Regions from separate parts of the Rattus norvegicus genome. Here region 2 is linked to region 1. A link is a contact called in public Hi-C data. All regions are on one chromosome and are shown on one strand. The core of a region is the stretch at or near the end of the contact, and the rest is flanking DNA. Distances in the headings are between cores, read along the strand shown.

Region 1 (6,396 bases), core at 513-3,012:
TCTCTCTCTCTCTCTCTCTCTCTCTCTCTCTCTCTCTCTCTCTCTCTCTTTCAGACACACGCACGCACGCACGCATACACACACACATACATGCACACACATACACACACTCATACACACACATAAATTTAATGAATTAAATACAGACAAGAAACAACAGAAAACCATGATAGCCTAATGACATGTTGCACGCCATGTTGCAAAATACATCATCAGTTTCTCACCGCCCAGCCATTGCACCACTCCACAGGGTCACAGGGTGTCTACAGTACAATAACCATTTAAGACGTGCACTGTATGCTGGACTTTGCTACTTTGTAGGTTCTTCTCTCTTCCACTCTTCTTCACACACACACCCCCTCATCACTATTATCACCTTGGGTATCAACCCTAATACTAGTTAATTAAGAAACACAGACAGACAGATGCTGATTTCAGGACCATCAGAATAATATCTGGTTATCCAATGGAAACTTTAAAAGTCAAGAAGGCGGGCTGGAGAGATGGCTCAGTGGTTAAGAGCACTGACTGCTCTTCCAGAGGTCCTGAGTTCGATTCCCAGCAACCACATGGTGGCTCACAGCCATCTATAGTAAGATCTGGTGCCCTCTTCTGTCATATATATGCAGAACACTGTGTATGTAATAAAAGTCAGGAAGACTTGGAACAATATATTTCACATTCTGACAGCCCAGAGTACCACTCCCAGCAAAGCTCTTCCATAATTGTGCACAGAGTGCATACTTGGTGCTCATGGCTAGCAGCCTCCCAGAGCAGAAGCTTCCTGTGTGACACAGACCTTGACACAATCTGCTGAAAGATTTGAAATCACTCTGTGCCATGGGGATTCACACCTGCTCTCTCTCAGCTCACTATAGACCCAGTGTACTTGCACAGAGACAGGGAAAATTATGGCTGCATGAGAAAGAGAGAGCCCCTTGCTCTGAAGTCTGTCTGAAGCCTCTCCCCAGCAGAAAAGCAAGAATTCCAGGACACATTTTGGAGGAGTGGCGTTTTGTGCACTGTGTAAAGATTATCTTTGTATTATTCAAATGCTGATTTCTGTGCTGGCAGAGATCTGAAGTCAGGCAGGACTTGTTCTGTCACTAGTATGAAGCACCTCCTGTCTCGGTATTTTATAAACATTGTTCTTCATCACCTTGTGATTGGTTAAATAAAGATCTGAATGGACGGGCTGGAGAGAAAAGACAGAACTTCCCGGTAGAAAGAGAGGTCTCAGTGGGGGCCAGAGAGGCAGGAGTTCCTACCCAGACTTGGAGAAAGAAGCAAGGACTAAGAGACAGACGTCTAATTAAAAGATAATACACCACGTGGGGGGACATAGGTCAGGCCAATATTGCTAGGTTAAACTGGCTAAATCTGCCCAGCAATAGTACCTAAACTCATAATACATATAGTAAGTGTTCCTGGCATCACTCGGAGCAAGGGGGAGCATACAAAGACCATCACGGTTACATTTGGCTTCCAACGTAAGGGCACATAATATCCAAGCTTCAGGCTTGCGAAAAGCAGAGAACAAATACTTCCCATAGCAGTTTTCTAGCTGGGCAGGAGGTGGCCGGTCATCTCTGGCCGGTCAAGAGATGCCTTCAGACCCTGATGAGTAGCACAGCCAGGAAGGAATGGGGAGCGGAAGCCTTAGGGCACTTCAAAGGCACAGCTCCTTCAGAGGCCCTGCTGTGCAGCGGAGCACTTGAATACAGCGGGTGAGCTAACTCAGCTGGGTGCTGCCTGCGCTCCGCAGCAGGGTTCCAGACGTTCTTCTGGCTGTGGCAGAGCCATCAATCCACCGCGGCTCGCAAGGAGCGCCCGCACTGCGGCTCGCAGGAACGCAGATCCAGTTCATCACCAGGAGACGAGGTAGAAACGGCGGCCCGGCCGCAGCGCGGTCCCAGCAACTTCCCAGAGCTGGAGCGAGTAGGCGAGGGGCCAGCTGGTGCCCGACAAGGTGAGGCTGGACCGTCATGGGAGGGCAAACAGCGGACCCGTCCCGCCCAGGGTGGTAGGAGGGGACAGGCTTCACAACACAGGCCAGCCTAAGAACAAAACCCTAAGCTCAGAAGCTGCCAAGCAAGACTAGCAGAGCCAGCAGCCAGCGAGATGAGCTGTGCAGCAGAAAGAGCCTGCACTGGTGCAGAAGGCAGCGGACGGAGAAGCTTATCGCTATGTCAGCAAAAGTATGCAGAAAGAGTGTTAAGAAAAGTGAAAAGGGGGCTGGAGAGATGGCTCAGCATTTAAGAGCACTGACTGCTCTACCAGAGGTCCTGAGTTCAATTCCCACAACCACATAGTGGTTCACAACCATCTGTAATGGGATCTGATGTCCCCTTCTGGAGTGTCTGAAGAGAGAGCAGCAATGTACTCCCATACATAAAATAAATAAATAATTCTTAAAAAAGAAAAATGAAAAAGACTAAACCACAGAAAGAGTTTAGAGAAAATTAAACGCAGTAAAAGATATTAAGTTCGAAAACGGTAAAAGAGAAATAAATAAATATGCATAGAAAGTAAAATCTCTGACAGATAAAGAGAAGTAGAGTGTTTTGAAAGATACATATATGCTAAAGAAAATAGACTGAACACAATCATAGAAAGAAATACTGAGTTTGACTATAAAGTCTACAAAAAAAGGAGAAAGAAAAATTCTGTAAGTGTGCGCAATAAAGAGAAGTCTCCAAAGGAAAGAGAATTAAAGCGATTAAAAAGAAGATACTTTGTTAAAAAATGGAAAATACAGTGGCAGAGGCATGTGGATTCTGTATAATTTTGTTTCAATTATCAGTAAACAAATAATTATATTTTCGGTAGTAATTAGTTTTATATGTCCTTTTCCAGAGACAGACTTAGAGAAGGAAAAGACTGAAAAAATGCTAGATCGAAGGCAATAGAAAAGAGAATCCTTTGATTCAGAATAAAGGAGCTTCAGAGGAAACCAGTCTAAAGCCTACAGCGTCACCTTGTGATTGCATCGCAGAATGGCAGCCTGTCGAGATGCTAAGTAAAGAGGCTACAGCAGGAGCCGACGGAACCAGACTAGATATTGTATTAATATTGTCAAGGATCAATTACTATATGGAGATCTGTATGCTGAGTTAAACGTAAAGGTTCTGTTTAATGATGCTACCTTACAGCAATACCATACAATAAGTTATGTGTTTCATTTTGTAGAGTTGAGAGAATAGGATATATGCACATGGTAAAACATTGATACTCGAGGTTTCAATGCTTCTGAAAATGCTGTTTTTCAGATTGCACATTTAGATAACAATATTGGAAATGCCTTTTTACAGACCGAAGTTGATAATGCTTCGACATAGGAAACGTGATATTAACATACCCTACAATCCTGCAGGACAAGTAATTGTAGAGAGATCTGACATTATTCCAACATCTCCCCTTTTAGTCCAAGTTCTTTCTATAACATCAATACACTTACACAGTAGGAACAATTATGAGAACTATCAGGTAGGAATTACATTCACAATGTGCAGTCCATTTGTATCTAGCAACCTTTAAGAACTATTCCACCATCTACCCTATTTTGATGAGTCCGAAGTCCTGTACCTAAGTCATTTTTATCATTATATAAATGTTTATATCTTTTAACCTTTATAATTTACATTACCAACTTAAAAATATCTTTTTAGACCTTTGAACATTTTCTTATACCCTAAAGAGCTCAAGCTTTTATATGAGACCATAACTGTCTCTCCAACCCCAACAGAGACCTGAGAAGGATAAATATTATCTGAGTAAACAGGAAGAGCAGAGAAAACAACGTCCAACACTATAAAAACGACAGAGACATCTGGCTGCCTGATCAGTCTCCCAGGATTTCTCTGTAACACTGGGGCATCCATCTTCGGTGTACAGGGTTAGACTATCTGACAGACTTATTTGTAAAGCAGGAATTGTGAAGGACTGGCCTAGCTTGTCCTGGCAAAGTTCAGCAGTCCACTTCCTCTGTGTCATGGCTGCCCAGTGTGAACAGTATGCTGACAGAAGTCGAGGAAAGGGCAGTCTTCTGCCCATGGGCTTTCTCTGTGACGTTTGAAGCAAACTCCATATGGACGTTCTTCAAATTCCGCCCTCTTGTTTGAAGTAGCATGGGGGTGCTGGCAAGGGCTGACGTATCTCACTGCCACAGAACACCATAAATAATTAAAGCATCTTAAACGCCACGTTCTGTAGATCTCTGAAGTGTTTGAAGACCATCTATCTCTGTAAAATACATCTGAATAGGCAAACATTTGCTTCTAGCTGTTTACCATCTGTTTAACTTTGAAAATATCTACATGAGGTTAAAAGGGTTTACTTCTGTAATTTACTAAACAAGTACCTAACAAGACCATAAAGTTTGATGGACTAACTACCAATTTGCATTTCTTAATTATTCTGAAGAGTTTGTAATAGTAATTTTTAAGGACTAGAACTTTACATTTTGAATGAGTTGCATAGATACAGTACCTTAAACAAGAATTGAAACACACACACACACACACACACACACACACACAATGTTGTAACAAAAATAACTGTAAATTTGTATCAATATGCCAAAATCCATACCAATGTAAAATATTCAAGTCTTGTTGCTTTCTAGTCCTTAAGTAGATTCAATAATCTACCCTTTTATCCTAACATTCATATCCCCCCTTTTCCTTTTTGTCTCCCCCTTCCCCCTTTTCTCTTAACACTAGAAAAGAGAAAGGGAAGAATTGGAGAAGGAAAAAAAGAGAAAGAGATCCCTGGATCTAACCTCTTTTATTGTGCTTTCTCCCTGGCCAAGCCTAATAACAGCTTGTCAACAATAGTGTTAAATGGTAACAAAATCTATCACCCATCCAATCACCAAAGGCCATCCCCCTACCTGCTGGGAGTCATGGCATCTTTCTCTTAAAATTTCTTCCTGTTCTTCAGGGACAAAGGTACCTAGAGAAGTTGGGATGTTGGTTAAGTCCTGGAAGTGAGAGCTGTAACATTTGTGGTCCAGTCCCTGTGTGATGGGGATGGGCAGGGCGTTACTGAAGTCCTGGCAGGAGCAGGCAGTCTGAGAGATTGGACCATCCTGCTGTGAAGTTGTCCTGGGTGCAGCTTTTTGAAGAAACAGCAAGTGAGGCCGTCCGTGAGGCTGGATCACTTGGAGTACTTGTCTGATCAGTGCCTGATCCTTTTGTTCTGAAAACATACAGACTTCTAAAGGAAACATACACATCTGCATTGACAGATGTGTGGGATGTGCAGTGTGCACAAAACAGCAAAACGTAAGTCTCAGCTCTGTTTGAGCAGGTAAAAGGCAGTTAGCTTTGTTAAGTCCCACTTGCACTATGTCACCAAGCTGTAATATAAATCTCCATCCGTGCCATATAAAAGGATGTCATGGAGTACTGAGTCATGACGACTCTGTCGGTAAATCTCATCAGCTACACAGACATCCCTGTCTCAGCCAGGCTCGGAGCTGTTCCCATGTAGAGGGGTGAGCATATATGCCATCTGTTCTGTTGTCTGTCGTGGTAAATATTCTTTGGAGGTTTCTACCCCACCTTAGATCACTTAGTTCCCAAGTAAAAGACACAGAAGCTTTATATTTATAAACCTTAAAGCATTGGAGCTGGGCAGGTATCAGCCCTCTATGCTACTTTGGTTACTTCCATTTTTTCTAACCTAGAGATATCACTTGCCATGTTCCTCCTGGGCCACTTGTTCTCCAATTGGCTGGCCATGCGCTCATGACCCACCTCCCTGAGCATCTTCTCCTTCCTGCTTATCTCTCATCTCTCTCCTTCCTCAGACCCCCAAGCTCAGAACCTTTGCTCCACAGCCTCTCTCCTGCCCAGCCCAGACTGTAGGCGTCTTTATTCACCAATCAGGGATAACTTGGGAGGCAAGGTTGGTTTACAAAACACAAAGTCTCCTCGTCTTGGATACAGAATTTAGCATTTGAATCTACAGCAGCACCAGACCAAGCCCTCCAGTTATTCTGGGGTTCTCTCTTCGTGTCTGTAATGATGATTTTCAGGAGGTCTCCCCTAGTCAAATCTGATCTTTGGAAGGAAAAAATAGCTTTTTGTTTCCTATGAAAACAGAGACATAGCCTCTTCTCCAACACAGTACATAGCCTGGCTTGATTCTGAGATTATCAGCATCTTTAAAATATACAGGCTGATTTAATTCAGCAGTTCCCCCCCCCCCACCAACAATTCAGTGTCTCTCAGAACCTGCTGTTTTTCTCATTTGCATTAAAAATAGAAAATTAATAAAGCACTATGTAATCTATGTCTGGGGGTCTTTGTAACCCCTTTCTGTTTATTAAGCATCTCTTTAACAATATGATTAGACCCTCGTCTAACTGCTTGTCCGGTAGGATTATGGGGC
Region 2 (6,279 bases), core at 1,425-3,924, 130 kb before region 1:
ATGTGAGGTTGTCTTAAGAAAAATAGAAAAGAAAACAAAGAAGAAAGATAACAGTAGGAGAACTTAAATCCAGATAGCTTATTTCAAAACACTGAAGAAGCCAGGTTGGTGGCAGAGGCCTTTAATCCTAGCACTGGGAGGCAGAGACAAAAATTTGAGTTGAAGGCCAGCCTGATCTACAAATAAAGTTTTAGAACATGAAGGGTCACACAGAGAAACTCTGACTTGGGAAAACAACAACAAAAAAGGAAAAAAGAAAACAACCAAGCAAAACCAAAAACCAAACCAAACCAAACCAAAAAAAAAAAGAAAGAAAGAAAGAAACAGACCACAGAAAAATATAATACTCAGTGCTCTCCCTGGCAGTGCTAAAGTAACACCTTCCCTTTTTCAGCCCCAGTTCCATTGTACCATTATCACCAAATCCTCCACAGAAAACACATGCAAATAACCACTTGAAACCTATTCTCTCATTATTTCATACAGTTTTACTCCCACTTAACATCAGCATACAAAATTGTATCTGAAGGTGAGCTCACCTGTGTGAGCAGAGACCACACCCCCTGTGAAAGTCTGCACTTCCACGGTGCCGTGCTGTAAAGAAGGCAATCACACCTAAAACAGGAGAGGAAGCAGCAATGAGGATAGAACCCACATTTCTCAATCAATACCCATTTAAGGTTACTTACACCAGCTTTATTGGACTTTAAAATACACCCAAAGTCATTTCATATAATAGTAATAGGAAAAGCTCAGGCTTCAGAAAAATAAGACAGTAAACTGGGCTAGGTTGTAGCACAGTGAGGCCCTGGAGGTGGGTGTGAAGAAATGCTTCAGTGATTTAATAGTATTATTGCTGGGGTTGGGGATTTAGCTCAGTGGTAGACCGCTTGCCTAGCAAGCGCAAGGCCCTGGGTTTGGTCCCCAGCTCCGAAAAAAAGAAAAAAAAAAGAAAAAAAAAAAAAGAGTATTTATTGCTCTTGCAGAGGTCCTGGGTTTCATTGCAAGCACCCACAATTGCAGTTCATAACTGCTAAAACTCCAGTTCCAGTGGACCCAATTTATTCTTCTGGCCTGTTAGGACACCAAGCATGCATGCAGTGTATATACATGTTGTGGCAACAAAAGCAAATTGTGTTTTGTATGGAGAATTTCACAAGGTTATACATTCTGGCTGAATAAGAGCAGAGAAGAAATAAGGCAACAACAAAAAAAAACAAAACTGTAAAAGCTAAAAGCACTTAAAGCTCCGACAGACAACTGAAGGACTTATCTAGAAGTTGCCAAAGCCTCCTGGATGCCTGACAGCTTCTTTGCCTTTTCAGTGAGAACTTAACAGAAATGAGAGTGGAGTTCCCAAAAAAAACAAAAAGCAAATAGTTGGACCCTTTGGATACAGAACGAGCAAGACGAAAGAGCCAAAGAACTTTAAAGAAAGCGCTTTTTAAGCGGGCATAAGTGAAGTAGGCTCCAACGAGACCCAACAGCCGGAAACAAGCAGGGTTAAAGTATTCAAGGCCCAGAAGCTTAAGTCCAGTTAACTCCTTATCTAGGTGCTGTGCTGCCTTGATTCACCCTCCAGAACATTCCGAGGATTGGAGGAAATCCAAATCCATGGGGCCTCAACTATTGACTCCAGCATTCCTAATGATCTCCCAATACCCCTCAGTAGACTGACCCAACATGACCCTTGACCTCTGCCAAGTTTTTACAACTAAGACAGCAGCCCCGCCCCCTCACGGTCGCCCACCCCACCCAACGTGCGCGCCAGGCTGGGGGAGGGGCTGGCGCGTGCGCGGCTGGAGGCGGGGTGAGCCGGCAGCGCGCACGGCCTGAGGGTGGGGGGGTTCCCGCCAGAACCCTATCCCATAGACTGGGTCACAGGACTCAGAAGTCCGCGTCCGTCAGCGCCCACACATCAACAGACCGCAAAAGGCTCAGGAAGGAAGAGTTCGTGCGCAAAGTCTCGGTCTCCTAAATGGATTATGGTGGGCATGCGCCCGGACTATTCGTCTCATGCTCCCTTTCCTCTTCCTCTCCCCTGAGGGGAGGCAGGTTGGTGGGCGGGCAAAGCGCACCTGGGTCCGTCCTCTCGGGGTTTGCTCGCTCACGCACGCGTGCGCAGAAGGGCAGGAGGGCAAGGAGACGCTCCGACACCAGGTGCCACTTCGCTTGACCCCCCCCACCCCCCACGACGTCTCTATGGGCGCGCGCAGGCAACCTTGCTCACCAGGCCCCAGGGCCCCGCTGACGGTGCGCGCGCAGCACCCCGGGAAGGTGGGAAGAGGCGCTCGTAGATGCGCGCGCAGTCACCCGTCAGGGGAGGGGAAACTGTGGAGCCTCCGCCATCTTGTCTCCCTCTCCTTACCTGCGTCCTCGGGGGCGTGCTCACCACCCCCCCTCCCGCCGAGGAGGGGGGAGGGCCCCCTCTTGGTCACCGCCTTCACTGCTTTAAATTCCCCTAAGGGCCGCAACAAGAGCCACTCCAGTGCTCCCACCGCTTCTAGTCACGCCACGAAGGTGAGATCAGTGAGCTGAAGAAAAAGGAGACGCTACTCTCAGCGACCCCGCCGCCGCCGCTGCTCCCGAGGCCTCACCAAAATGGCCGCCGCCGTCTCGGCCGCCACCGCCACTACCACCACCACTACCACCACCACCAAGGCTCGTTATCGCTACCGCCAGAGCGGCCCGTCTTCTCGCGATACACAGTAACTGGAGGCTGGAGGGGCGGGTAGGCTCGCGTGCTAGCGTAGGACAGTGGGGCGCAAAGCAAGTTGGGAGTTGTAGTTCGCTCCATGGCTCCATGCTGGCCCAGCATGCTTCAATGGGTCTGACACTCCTGCTACATTGCAGCTGCCCGCTGGGACCGCCCTTTGGGTTTAGGAAGGTTTTGTTTTTTGGTTTTTTTTCAGGGCTACTTGTTTCACACGGATTTGGAAGTTTTTATTTTTGCAGATCACCGAGTGAAATGAAACAAATGAATAGTAGAGCCTAGATCTCCTGATTCCCAAAGCAGTTACTTTTTTTGTTTGTTTTTGAAAGGCCATGTCTCACAATGTAGCTTTGGCTGACCTGGACTCACTATGTAGATCAAACTAACCTTACTTACATTTACAAAAATGCTCCTGCATCTTCCTGGGATTAACGTGTGCACCACCACTACCAGCTGCAACTTTGTAGCATTGGTTTCCAAAGAGCTCCCAAACATCTTGCCAATGGTTTACAGTCTTTTATATTAATAACTATTTTGAGAGGTTGGGAACATAGCTCAGTGACTAAGAATATTGGGTGCTTCCTCTTCCAGAGAACCCACATTCTATCTCCAGAATAAAGAAGCTCCTGCTCTTTAACTCCAGTTCCAAGGAATCTGACACCCTCTTCTGGCCTCAGGGAGCAATGCACAAACATGGTGCACAGATATACACGAAGGTAAAACGCCCATTCACATTAAATAAAAATCCTTAAGGAAAAAAAAAAAAAGCTGGATGGTCACCATTGGGATTAAAGATCACAATGGCCTTTAATCCAAAGTAGGGCAGATGAATCTCTGATTTCTAGGGCAGCCAAGGCTACAGAGAAAAATTCCTGTGTCTAGGGGAAAAAAAAAATCCCTTCCAGAATCTAATACTCCTTCCCCATTTTAATGCATTTATTATCTGCAACGGTTCCAAAGAAGATCTTAAGCCCTTGGTTACATAGCAAGATCCTACCCCAAACATAACTAATAATTAAGAAAACAGGTGGGATAAAATAAAAATAAATCAGAGATGGACAGGGGAGAAGCCATTGTGGGGAAATGGAAGTTGAATAGAGACTGAAAGAAAGATTCTTTACAGCTAGGTATGATAGCATATACACACAATCCCAATTTACTGGTAGAGGCCAGCCTTCTTCGATGTTGAATAACTCAGTACACACACACACAGATTCTAAAGTTCAAGATTGTCCTGTCTTTTAAAAGGACATGCATATAGTCTTGTAGAAACTATGTGTTGCTTCTTTTCACTTTAGGACTTTAAAGTTGTGTGTTTGTGTTTAAATAATTACAGATGTAGGGCTAGAGAGATAGTTTAAGTGGTTAAGAACACTGGCTACTCTTCCTTAGAATCCAGGGTTTGATTCTCGAACCCACATGGAAGCTTTTAACAGTTTCTAACTTTAGTATTAAGGGAATTGAAACCTTCTAGCACAGAGACAAAAATTCAGGCATAAAATAAAGATAAATTCTAAAATTACAGGGGTAATAAATATTTGCTTTTGTAAAAATAAATCTAATGTGAACTATCAAAGGATCATCTGCAAAACAAACTTCCCCACATGTTCTCAGTACCCTGCCTAGAGTGCCCTACCCAGAAGTAATCAGTGTTGAGTCCCCTATATCTAAATGATACCATACTATAAATTGTTTTATTTTTCTTTACACTTTGGCAATTTATAGTTGTTTTACATCTTGCCTTTTCAGGCTTATAATATCTGGAAAGATATTAATAAAGATAACGATAGGGCCAGGTGTGGTGGCCACTTTCACTACAGTGCTCAGTGGCATTAGCAGGGAAAATCTTGAATTCAAGTCCAAGCTTTTTTACATAGTGAGACCCTATCTTTTTATGTCCAGTCCTTACCACCCCACTTGTTCCTGTATTCCACCCCCCACAAAGAAAGAAAGGAAGGAAGAAAAGATAAATAGTAAGAAAGAAAAGAAAGGAAAAGAAAGAGAGAAAGGAGAAATGTAGGTACTGGAAGAGAGATGACTCAGCAGTTAAGAGCACTGGCTGGCTCAGGCTAGGACCTGACTTTATTGAGTTCCCAGGACCAACAAGACATCTTGCAAACATCTTACCTCTGTGCCACTGCACATAGTGCACAGACATACATACATACAGGCAAAACACACCCATGCATATTTAAAATATATTTTAATATTTTTAAAATGTTGGGTATGGTGATGAACAACTTTAATTTCAAACATTCAGAAGGCAGAAACAGATATCTGTGAGTTCAAGGCCAGTCTGGTCCACATAGTTCTGTTTCAAAACACCAAAGTAATAATAAAAAATAAATGTATGCTAAGCTTTATTTCACTCTAGAATAGCTAAAAGCTGAGTAAGGTGCTGGGTGCCTATAGTCCCAGGAATTAAGGAATCTAAGAAAAGAAAATTGTAAGAGCAAGATCAGCATGGGGAATGGTTCAGTGGATACAAATGCTAGCCACTTGAGCTACATCCAAAGAACTCTTACTTAAAAAAAAACAAACAAACCTAGCTTCAGCGATACACATCTGTAATTCCAGAACTCCTACCAGCAACATTGAAAAATTACTCCCAGGCCAGCTAGAATGGAGCACAAGAACAACAACAGGAATGAGCCTGCCTCAGAACAAGGTTAAAAGAAAATCAGCTCCCAAGACACTGTCCTTTAAGCTTCACATTCGTGCCCTGATGCAAGTACACCCCCTTCTCAAGACCAGACTGGCTTGGACTATATAGCCATACTTTATCTCAAATAAATACTAGATAGATGTGTAATAGTGAATTCTAGGTCAGCCAGAACCACTTAGACTCTATCTTGAAAAACAACAAAAATATCTTTCTGGGTCTTGCTGTGTAGCCCAAACAAGCCTAAAGGCTAGTGGCAAGGTTCAGCAAGGGTGTGATTTGAATTCACATTACTGAGTGGGAGGAAAAAAAAGTAGGGGCCAGGTCCAATCCCCAGAACCCATGTACATGTAAAAAGAGAAACCAACTCCCAAAAGTCCATGTGTATACCTTTGCCTTCCAAGACAGTAACTTCAACAGGTGGCTGAAGAGATCGTTCAGTAGTCAAGAGCACTTGTTGCTCTTGTAGAGGACCTGGGCTTGGTTCCAAGTACCTACATGATGACTGACATCTTTCATAATACCAGTTCCAGGGGATCCAAACCCCCTTTTTGGTTTCCTCTGCCACCAGGCATGCACATGGTACACATACATACAGGTAAAACATTAATATTCATGTAAGAATTTTACAAATTAGGGGCTCAGTGAGTAAACATATTTGCCACTAAACCTGACATGAATTTGATGCCGAAACTCACAAAGTAGAAGGCGAATAAGGGTCTCTATTTCAGTTGGTAGAGTGCTTGCCCAACATTTGTGAAGCCTTGGGTTCAGTTCTTAGTGTCATTTTAAAACAGATGTGATGGCGTACACCATCATTCTGGAGGAGGTGGCAGGAAGATAAAAAGTTCAGGGTTATCTAGCAACTCTTGAGACTTGCATGGGCTATATGAAATTCTGCTAA

Evidence for each region. A called contact is a pair of places that touch in the nucleus more often than the background predicts.
Region 2: a contact with region 1 is called in a Hi-C map of Schwann cells, with 5 times the contacts expected there. The contact joins the promoter of Srcap here to the enhancer-like site in region 1. A contact is called at or near these places in 8 of 12 Hi-C or Micro-C datasets (the A7r5 cell line, the Rat2 cell line, Schwann cells and 5 more).

Annotation. Positions count from the first base shown.
Region 1 is chr1:191,423,322-191,429,717 of GRCr8, reverse strand. No RefSeq gene overlaps it. Among named protein-coding and RNA genes, the nearest start is that of Zfp764l1, 9.9 kb to the left of the region's middle. Within about 2 kb of position 1,762, at least 46 of the 93 cell types and tissues checked have an H3K27ac peak or open chromatin away from gene starts, as enhancers often do. A contact at or near this core is called in Schwann cells and liver, where this site is marked.
Region 2 is chr1:191,550,438-191,556,716 of GRCr8, reverse strand. Srcap (Snf2-related CREBBP activator protein) reads right to left here and starts at 2,674. Exons shown (of 34, transcript NM_001426934.1): 1 at 2,369-2,674; 2 at 540-615. LOC120099937 (a long non-coding RNA gene) reads left to right here and starts at 3,305. Exons shown (of 2, transcript XR_005499475.2): 1 at 3,305-3,429.